2 separate regions of the Triticum aestivum genome follow, and region 2 is linked to region 1. The links are chromatin contacts, called in public HiCAR-type maps. All regions are on one chromosome and are shown on one strand. The core of a region is the stretch at or near the end of the contact, and the rest is flanking DNA. Distances in the headings are between cores, read along the strand shown.

Region 1 (4,545 bases), core at 1,375-3,874:
AGCTCGGAATTACTCGTCGCAGAAATGGATATATCTAGATGTATTTTAGTTCTAGATACATCCATTTTTGAGATAAATAATTCCGATCGGAAGGAGTAGTTATACTAGAGTAGAGTTGGATTTCGTTTTGAGGAAAGAAGTCGCAGCCCTGGCGGGCCTGGTGCGGTGACATGATACCACACCAGTCGCGACTCACGAGCCCATGCCGGACTAGGGAGTGGTCACTGCGGCATCCAATGACCACGTTGCCGACCGATGGGCTGCACCCCACCCCTGTGCACGTCGGTCGCCAAAGGGACCCACATCACGGACTGACACGTTAAAGGCACACGCACCACTTTACAACAACCCTGCCGCAAGCAGAGGCAGGAAAAAGTTTCTGTTTCCCTATTAAAAAAAGCTTCAACCAGTTTTCAATCTTCGCGTTAATTTCCACTGAAGATTACTAGTACCCTCGGTTATTTCTGTTGGCCGCATCTTCCGCCTGAATTTAGCAAAATAAACGGAGACAAAAAAGGAAAAACCGATGACACGCGGAGTCAAACTAGCCATGGAACTCCGTGGGACCGGGTCCGCCAAAACTGGCCGGACCCACGGGAAACAGCACCGGAACCCCGAAGAAAGTCTCCAATCTTGCAAGGCAAGTCAGAAGGAAACGAAATTTACCCCTCCAGGGTGAGAAACACGCGCGGAGAGTGCGGGAAACAGGCGGCCCAACATAACACGAGGGACCACGCGCAGAGGAAGGAACGAAGCCATCACATGATGGCGATGGGGATTCGTCCACACAACACAATATGTACTACTCCCTCCGTTCCTAAATAGTCCTCCGTAAACTAACTCTTATATTAGTTTACAGAGGGAGTATTTGTCTTTCTAGGCATTTCAAATGACTATCACATGTAGACATATTTTAGAGTGTAGATTCACTCATTTTACTTCCTATGTAGTCGAAATGACTAGAAAGAAAAATATTTAGGAACGGAAGGAGTAATTGAGTAGGAGTAATGCCAAATCCGTATCTAACGACACACACAATAATTAATCAATTCGCCTTCCAATTCAAAACCCCGCAATAATCGACTTCACGAAATTAGTACTCAAGATTTCACGCTTGCTACTTCGTATTTTTCTCTCCCCTATTACTATTACTGATTGGATGGGGCGAGGAATAAATAAAAGCGATAAATGCGGCGTATAACAGAACTACTCCATCTATCTACCCTGCCCCGTCGCCCATCGGCTACCTCCAGCTACACTAGACACGGTGCCAACGGCCAAGCCAAGGGTCCACACAAAAGCCATACGCTCACGAAAACGACCCCGGAGGCCCGAGTCCGTTGCCAGAGAATGAACGATTTATCCTCTCCGGCGCCGGAACACAAGAACTCCATCCTCTACCCAGCGCATACTATCCGGTTAGAATCACAATAAGCCCCCAGATTCAAACGAAGAACACCACGCCACACGTATGAACACACCAACGATGGGACACCCCAAAAAAATCACGGCAAAGGAACCTCCTCGACAGAGTCTCACAGAACCGAGGGGGGAATACTGCTGCAATTCACGCGACTTAAACAAGATTGGGATGCAAGAAAGGCCTCCAGAGTCCAAAAGCGAGACGAATAAACCGCAAGGAATGAGAAAGCGACGAGGCGATTGAAAAAAAACTCACCTCAAGTTTAACCGCGCCTGGCGCGGGTTGCACGGCGCCGGCGATGGAGACGTCCGCCCGCGCGCGCTTCGCCGGCGAGCTGCACCCCTCGTCGCCGCTGGAAGGCACTCCGGATCCGCCCGGCCCCTGCGCCTTGCGCTTCGCCGTCGACCGCGCCACCTCGTCCCCGCTCGAGGACGCCCCTGATCCAGCGGCGTTGGCGTAGTCGAAGGGCGTCTCCGGGCTCGATGCCGCCATGGCGCCGTCCGTCCACGCGGCCGCCGTTGCCTGCGCCTTCTCGCTCACGCGCGGCCGCCGCCGCGACCGCGCACGGTCCATGGCGCCGTCCGTCCACGCGGCCGCCGTTGCCTGCGCCTTCTCGCTCACGCGCGGCCGCCGCCGCGACCGCGCACGGTCCATGCCGCTCGTGGAAGGGCCGGATCCGGTGGCCGAGACGTAGTACGGCGGCGTCTCCGGCCTCCGCGCCGCCAAAGGCGCGCGCTTCGCCTTCGTGACGCGCGGGTGCGACCGCGCCCTTTCCTCCCCGCTGGAGCACGCGCCGGATCTGGCGAGAACAGGCTCACCCAGCCGCGCAAAGGGACTCTCCCACGACACCAGCCACGCGGTTCCTTTCGCCACCGCACGGGGCGACAACCGCGGCCGCTTCGGCCATCGCTCCGGAATCGGCGGAAGCTCGTCCTCCGCATCCTCCGGCCGCTGGAGATCCGCCGCCGCCGGGGCAAGGTCGTTGGACGGCCGGGGAACCCACTCCGGCCACCGGGCCAGCTTCCTGGTCCGGAGGCTGAGAAGTATCTCGGCGGCCGCGATGGCCATGCCCTGCTCGTCGTACTCCGCCATGGGGAGAGCCGCAGGAGACGAACTCGCGCACGCCGCCGCCCTGAGATGGATGGGAGGTGTGATTTCTTTCTTTTCTCTGGCAGAAATACAGGAAAAGAGGGAGGCGACGGGAGGGCGGGTGGCTTTTATAAGTGGATGCGGAGACGGAGGCGGACGCGAGTTGGGCGAGGAGGAGGAGGCGGACAGCAGTGGCCGCCGCCTAGAGCCCTAGACCCGGTGTTTCTGGACCCGTCTCACCGGCCCCTGGGCCCCATGCATTTAGCTTGCGGGTGGGTCAAGTCGAGGCCGGGCGAGTCGGTAAACTGCATGAGCTTTGCGTTCGCGAAATCGTCTCCCTGTTACGAGGGTCCGTCCCGTCGGAGTAGTTCTATGTAAGGGAACTGTCTCGCGACTCGATTGGTGGGGAGCGGAGGAATGCGTGTTCGTACTCTGCGTTGTATAGTGCCCTGCTTATTTTATGGCACGGAGGTGGGCCCGAGCGAAAAGGCATCCGAGTTTATTAGGGCAGGCCGGATCCGGATGTGGATGCATTTCGCTCTCATGTATCTGTAGACTGCCCAAACTTTTTTTTTTGAGGGCTGCCCAAACTTCCCTCCCCGCTAGGGTTTCTGCCATCTCGGCGTCTCGTCTCCCCCACTGGTATTGAGTTTTCCCAGCCCTCTCCTGCTTGGTCCTCGCTCGGGCTGGAGTAGGGGTGATCGTGCATCGTCGCTCGACCTTGGTTAGGGTTCTCATGCTGATCAGGGGTTAGTATGTTAGCTCGATAGCTACTCTCGGGCTAGGGTTTCATGGCGGTGGAGACTTTTGAAGGCTGCGGCGATGGACCAAGGCGATCTACAAGCAATGATGAAGGAATTATGCCTCAATGAAGATTATTTCGACAATGTTGTGTTTGAGAATGAGGCGCCGCCACGAATGAAGGCAACCCGTTGGACGACTATAGCCCGGATGCACACGAACAGAGAATGGAGTATGTTTTGGTTTTACAAGAACATGCGAGTGTCATGGGACGTAGCTCAAGAAGTGAAGATCAAGTATGTAGATTAGAACCTTTACACAATGCAGTTTTCTTGTCTAGGTGACTAGGAAAAGGAGAGGGAAGGGGTTCCATGGACATACAAAGGCTTCGCCCTAGTTCTAGCACCTTATGATGGATTTGCAAAGCCATCCACATCCAAGCTACGTCATGTGAATATTTGAATTCTGATTCACGACCTCCTGGACGGGTTTATCGATATGTTAAAAACCCTTGCTAGCATGGTTGGTGGATTTGTTACTGCCGAGTAAGCATCTCAGGATTTTCAATAAACTTTTTTCGCATGAGTATTAAACTGGATGTTCGAAAGCCACTCAAGAACAAAGTTTTAGTCATACATGGTGAGAAGCCAATTGTGTGATTGTTGCTCAGTATGCCATCATGATTGGGCACATTTTCAAGAAGCATGGCGATGGCATCCATTTGCAAGCTTTCTGGTCTTCAAGAATCTACGCGCTAATTGGAGTTGGTGACCATCTCTAAGATGATGCAACAAGCGAGGACCCGCCAAAGGACGGAGCAATCAGGGCAGAGGCTCATTTCAGTTTTATGCACAACACACGGGAGGATGATTTTGACAGGGGAGAGAATGAGGTCCAATGCCATGAAGACATTTAGAGGAGGAAAAGTGGAATGCGTGTTAGCTTTATTAAAACACCGAAAAATAGTTGGAGTTGTTGTTGACTAATGCAAGCAACAAAGAAGGGGGTGATACGGATATTCTAGACGCAAAACATAAAAGGAAGAGAGTGTTTCTTATTTTGTCACCGCATGAGGGCACTTCTGTGAAGGTCGGGCGGCTGGTGTAACATTTTGATGATCCAAATGCACCAAATTTGCCCAGCCAGACTCCCATCCCACCCCCAAAAAGAGACCCGGCAATTGTGAAGGAAACATGAACGCTTTGGGAAACTCAAAATCGACGGGCTCCGTGATGGAGTAACGCCCAAGCCTTAACCTCAAACTACAGGGGGTTGGGAAACGTTTATAGTTT
Region 2 (4,545 bases), core at 1,067-3,566, 460 kb after region 1:
CTCGGCTGGAGATGCTCTTAAGGTGCATCTCAACCGCCCCGGTCTCTTTTAGGTGTTGCAGGGCACTGCGAGTGCAGCGGCCAGAAAGTGCCACGCTGGTGCCCGCCACGGCATGTGCGCCCACGGCAGCGCCGCGCCAGCCTGGCATCAACTCCATTGGCGCCAGTTTTCTGTTTTCTCCCATCCAAACAAGCTATATAGACTTAACAGAAGAACTAAATAAAACTTGTTTTCCTAAAATCTTCTAAAAACTGGTTTTGCAAAAGCAGACGTCCAATTCTTAACATCCAAACAACCACGAAGCATTGCTGAGGGGACATCTGGATATCACTGTTCAGTTATGAGATGAATAACAGAACAATATTTCACCCTGAAGTATGCAAATGGTGTACTCCAGAAGTCTGCCATGCCAATATAAAGAACTCAGATGTCTGCACCTCCAACATGCTTGTATTGGTCAAATAGTACCCATGGAGCTAAAACTTCAGGAGAGGACTTATCCAAGATATCGGAAACATAAAAAACAAATAAACTGTTAATTGGGCACAATATCATTAGCTTTGCATCTGAGTTATCTATCCTCCACCCCACCCTGCATTTCTGAATGTAACTCGGTAGCAACTAAGCCCAAGTGATGCAGGAGCTAGTCCCTGAGGTCAAATGACACAAATGATTTCTAACTATCTTTTTTATAAGTGACATAATACTCTTACACCAGTCAACATAAAAAGTGTGACACCTATGTTGGATATATTTTTCCAAGCTTCGCCCTGCAAGATTAGATTATGATCATGCAATAAGATGAGTTTAAGGATCAAGCTCCAAGCTCATGAAATAAAGGTAAATAAATGCCCCAAAATGCTTACCAGATACCACGGATCAATATTCCAAAACACGACACTAAAGCCATATATTCTTAAATACCAAAACTATATATGTCGATGTATCTTATTAGTGTCAAAACACGTCTTACATTATAGGACAGAGGGAGTACTATGGTATGTCCTAACCCTATTTTTGAGCTCAGCAATGATCAATGGGAATTTCAAAACCAACAATGCAAAACCTTTAGTGAGCGCTGCCTCCTTGAAATTTTCCTCCAGTAACAAGAAGTCAATGCAATTGTTCTTCAATTGAGGACAATTATACGTTTCGGCGCAAGCTAAAGTAGTTGAAACTGTATCTATCGATACATTGTCCCATAATTTTTTAGCACAAATAATCTTCAGGCGGTCAAGTGCATAGCAATCAGCTGCAATAACTAGATTCTGAAACATCTCACTGGAAGAATCACCAAGCTCGATTTCTGCAGGCAATTCATCAGTGTATAGAAATCGAAGCATAACTTTGAATATCTTAGGCGTGATGTCATGTAGTGTGATGGATGTCAGTGTAGCCTCAGCCATGGAACCGAAGAGCTCTGCTCTAAATACCGGTGAGCGGGCGGCAAGCACCACCCGGTGCGCACGGAATGTCTCAACTTCGACGATGAATGATACATCAGTCCCGTCGTTGCGATCTAGCACGGAGCCGAGATGGATCCCAATATCTGAAGGTGGCACGGGAATAGAGCCGTCATCTAAGACCATGACGGTGCACCCAAATGTGACGTAATATTTCTCCAAAGTAGCTCTGTCGACGAACTTGCTCCACCCCCAGTTGTCACCGTCATCGTCATCATCATCACCACTGCAATTTTTATCATCACCGACGTTGTTGATTGAGAAGTCATGAACACATGACCTTTTTGTGAATGATTTACATGGTTCGCCATTCCTGTCCATCAGAAAGGCCTCCACGATGGCCTTGACTCTTCTGGTTTTGCTCATGTGCCTGACGAAGATAGAGAAACACTCGCCCGTGTCGGACTTATCGGACCCATGCGGGTAGCAGTCAATCCTCCAACTGTGCCCCCCGGCGGAGAAGACGTCTGAGTGGACGGCCGTGCCCGTGGGAAGCTGTTTGATTTGCTCGTAGTCTACTTTGAGCTGGAGAGCAGCAGAACCCACCATGGTGGTCCGCGTTGGAGTCCATATCTTAGATCTCTTGCTCACTGAATAATTGTTAAGTAGTAATTTAAATTAGAATTTTTATCATCAAATTGCCAATCCAATACGTAGTACACCAATTCTGAAACTCACAAACAATTCAACAATCGAAATTAAGAAGAGCGCAAAACAAGCACTCACTCAATGGCTTGCTGACCGCCGAGGTGGCGGCGGCAGTCCTGCTGATGGTGGCGATCACTGATCAGGCAGCTCGGCCGACCTGCTGTCGTGTGTACGCCTTCTCTCGTGGCCGCCGCCGCTAGTCGCTTCTCTCCCCGCTAGGGTTTTGTCTCGGCTGTGGAGGCCGCCGAATCGTCGAAAGACGATCTGGCAGCAAAATAGAGTATTGACGGTTTTCTAATGCGAGAGCGCCGAGCCGCCGCCGTGCGTCACTCCGACGCCGGCGTCCACCTTCCCGCCGGCTACGGCGGCCACCCTTCCCCTCCCTCCGTGCGCGGCAAGTCTCCTTCCCTCCCCTTCTTCTCCCTCCCCGGCGCTCGCATGGCCTCTAGTCCGCGGTCTGTGAACTCGTCCTTCCAGGGTGAGCGGCCGGTCGTCTCCGGGCTGGGGCTCTCGTCCGCGTCTGCGTCGGAGAGCTCGGCCGGGGCCGGTGTTCCGCTGGTGGGGCCGGTGGAGGGTCCCGAGGGCGGCCCGTCGCGGCGGATCTCGTCGTGGCAGCCGGTGCCTGCGTCCAAGAGGACTCTCTGGAAGCGTCGTCGCGAGGAGCGGCCACCGGTGGAGGCCCCGCGGCGCCCGTCGCCTGGCCGCGTGAGGTCTCGCCGGAGATGAGAGATCGCTGCTTCAAGTGTCTAGAGAAGGGGCACTTCCTCAAGGACTGCACTAACAAGGTGGTGTGTCTCCGCTGCGGCTTGCCCGGCCACATCGCCAGCCAGTGCAAGAGGCCGCGCAGTCCGTCGCCGGTCAAGGAGCTTCGGCGTGATGTTGTCGCCAAGGTTGCCAGAAGCTCGTCTCGTGCGCGCGGGCCCGTCCAGGCTGCCCTTGTCGGCTTCGCGCGCTCTGCCGCCCTCTGCTTCGTCGCCCGTGGCAGCGCTTGCGCCGGCGGCGTGGCCCCGTCCTGCGCCACCGCGGCTGGAGGTGTCGGTTGATATGGAGTCGGAGCCGGCTGAGCTTTGCGTCGTCCGGAGATCCAGGGCCATGGCCGAGCTCGAGGGCAGGCTTCACAACGCCATGGTGGTCTACGTGGATGATGACAGGTCCGAGCTCTCGTCGGAGCTGGTGCTCCAGGCATTGCAAGAGAAGAGGGGCATCGCGCCTGACAGAGTCTCCGTTCATAGGTACTCGCCGGAGGATTTTCTGGTTGTGTTTGCAAGGCAAGAGGATCGGGTCGGTGTGGGTCTACAGCCGGTGCTGGAGTTCAGAGGGCTCAGGGTCGCGTTCAGGCGATGGATCAGGCAAAACCAGGCAGTGTTCGCGGCGCTAAGGACCAGGGTCAGTCTGGAGTTGGAAGGGACCCCCCCTGCTTGGGAGCTCGAGGTGGTGGAGAGTCTGTTGGGCGGCTCGTGCTTCATTGAGTCCATCGCGTCGGAGACCTCGTTGCGGTCTGATCTGGCATCCTTCAAGTTGATTGCTTGGACGGCTGAGCCGGAGACGATCCCCACGCGCAGGTGGCTGGCGGTGCTGGAGCCGGAGGAGCAGCGGGAGGCCTTTTTGCCGAAGACTTTGCAGTATCGAGTTTTGATTCATCTGGCCGCGGTCACCTCCTTCCCCGACGGGGAGGAGCCATGGTTTCTCACCGGTGCCTTCTTCAGGGAGCGGTCAGAGTGGTGTGCCTGAGTCAGACATGGATTTGGGCAGAGGAGGGTCGACGCGCAGGTGCGACTCGCAATACGGGGTGCGTGATCAGCGTGGAGACAATTCGCGCGGCAACGCGGGCGCGGCGGTCGGCCGGACTTTCGCCGCCGTTGTGGCTGAAGACCGGGAGACGGTGGCTTGGCAGCTTCCTCCCTTGGATCCGGTGCAGCTCGTGGGCCCGCCAGGTGGGCCAGCGCCCCTGGTACAGGATGGGCTGACCTCACGTCAGTCCGCTTTTGACAGTCTCGGGGGTACGGGTGGACGTGTGGTGGCGCCAGCTTGCTCGGGTGCCGGAATTTTAAATCCGGAGGGCGTCAACGACTCGACTCTGGCAGAAATCACATATTTGATCTAAGGGCAAAATTAAATCACAAACTGACCTGCTTTTGAAAAAATTTCACTCTGCTGACCCTTCCGTGTGGCGCCCGACAGCTAGGCGTCGCACACTACTATGCAGCGCCTCTGCCTTAGGCGTCACACCTCCTACCAGCGTGGCAGCCCTGGTCCAGTTGCGGCCCCACAGACAGCACTGCAGCGCCTAAGGCTTAGGCGTCACATTTGTAATGTGCAGCGCCCGTCTCTTAGGCGATGCACAGTCTGTGTTCCACTTAGGCTGGCCCCACCCTCTCTCCACTCCCACCCCCACCCCACACACCCCCACCCCACCCAAACCCTTAGACTTGCG

The links. HiCAR-type assays count read pairs that join an accessible place to other places.
Region 2: a contact with region 1 is called in a HiCAR-type map of leaf, with 5 times the contacts expected there. The contact joins the promoter of LOC123166103 here to the promoter of LOC123167484 in region 1. A contact is called at or near these places in 1 of 5 Hi-C or Micro-C datasets (leaf) and 1 of 1 datasets of contacts at active chromatin or transcription factors (leaf).

Annotation. Positions count from the first base shown.
Region 1 is chr7D:231,916,436-231,920,980 of IWGSC CS RefSeq v2.1, forward strand. LOC123167484 reads right to left here and starts at 2,625. Exons shown (of 2, transcript XM_044585324.1): 1 at 1,679-2,625. The coding sequence starts at 2,515.
Region 2 is chr7D:232,379,306-232,383,850 of IWGSC CS RefSeq v2.1, forward strand. It overlaps LOC123166103 (BTB/POZ and MATH domain-containing protein 1-like), which reads right to left and starts at 2,317. Exons shown (of 2, transcript XM_044583866.1): 1 at 2,190-2,317; 2 at 975-2,053. The coding sequence starts at 2,190. The coding sequence ends at 975.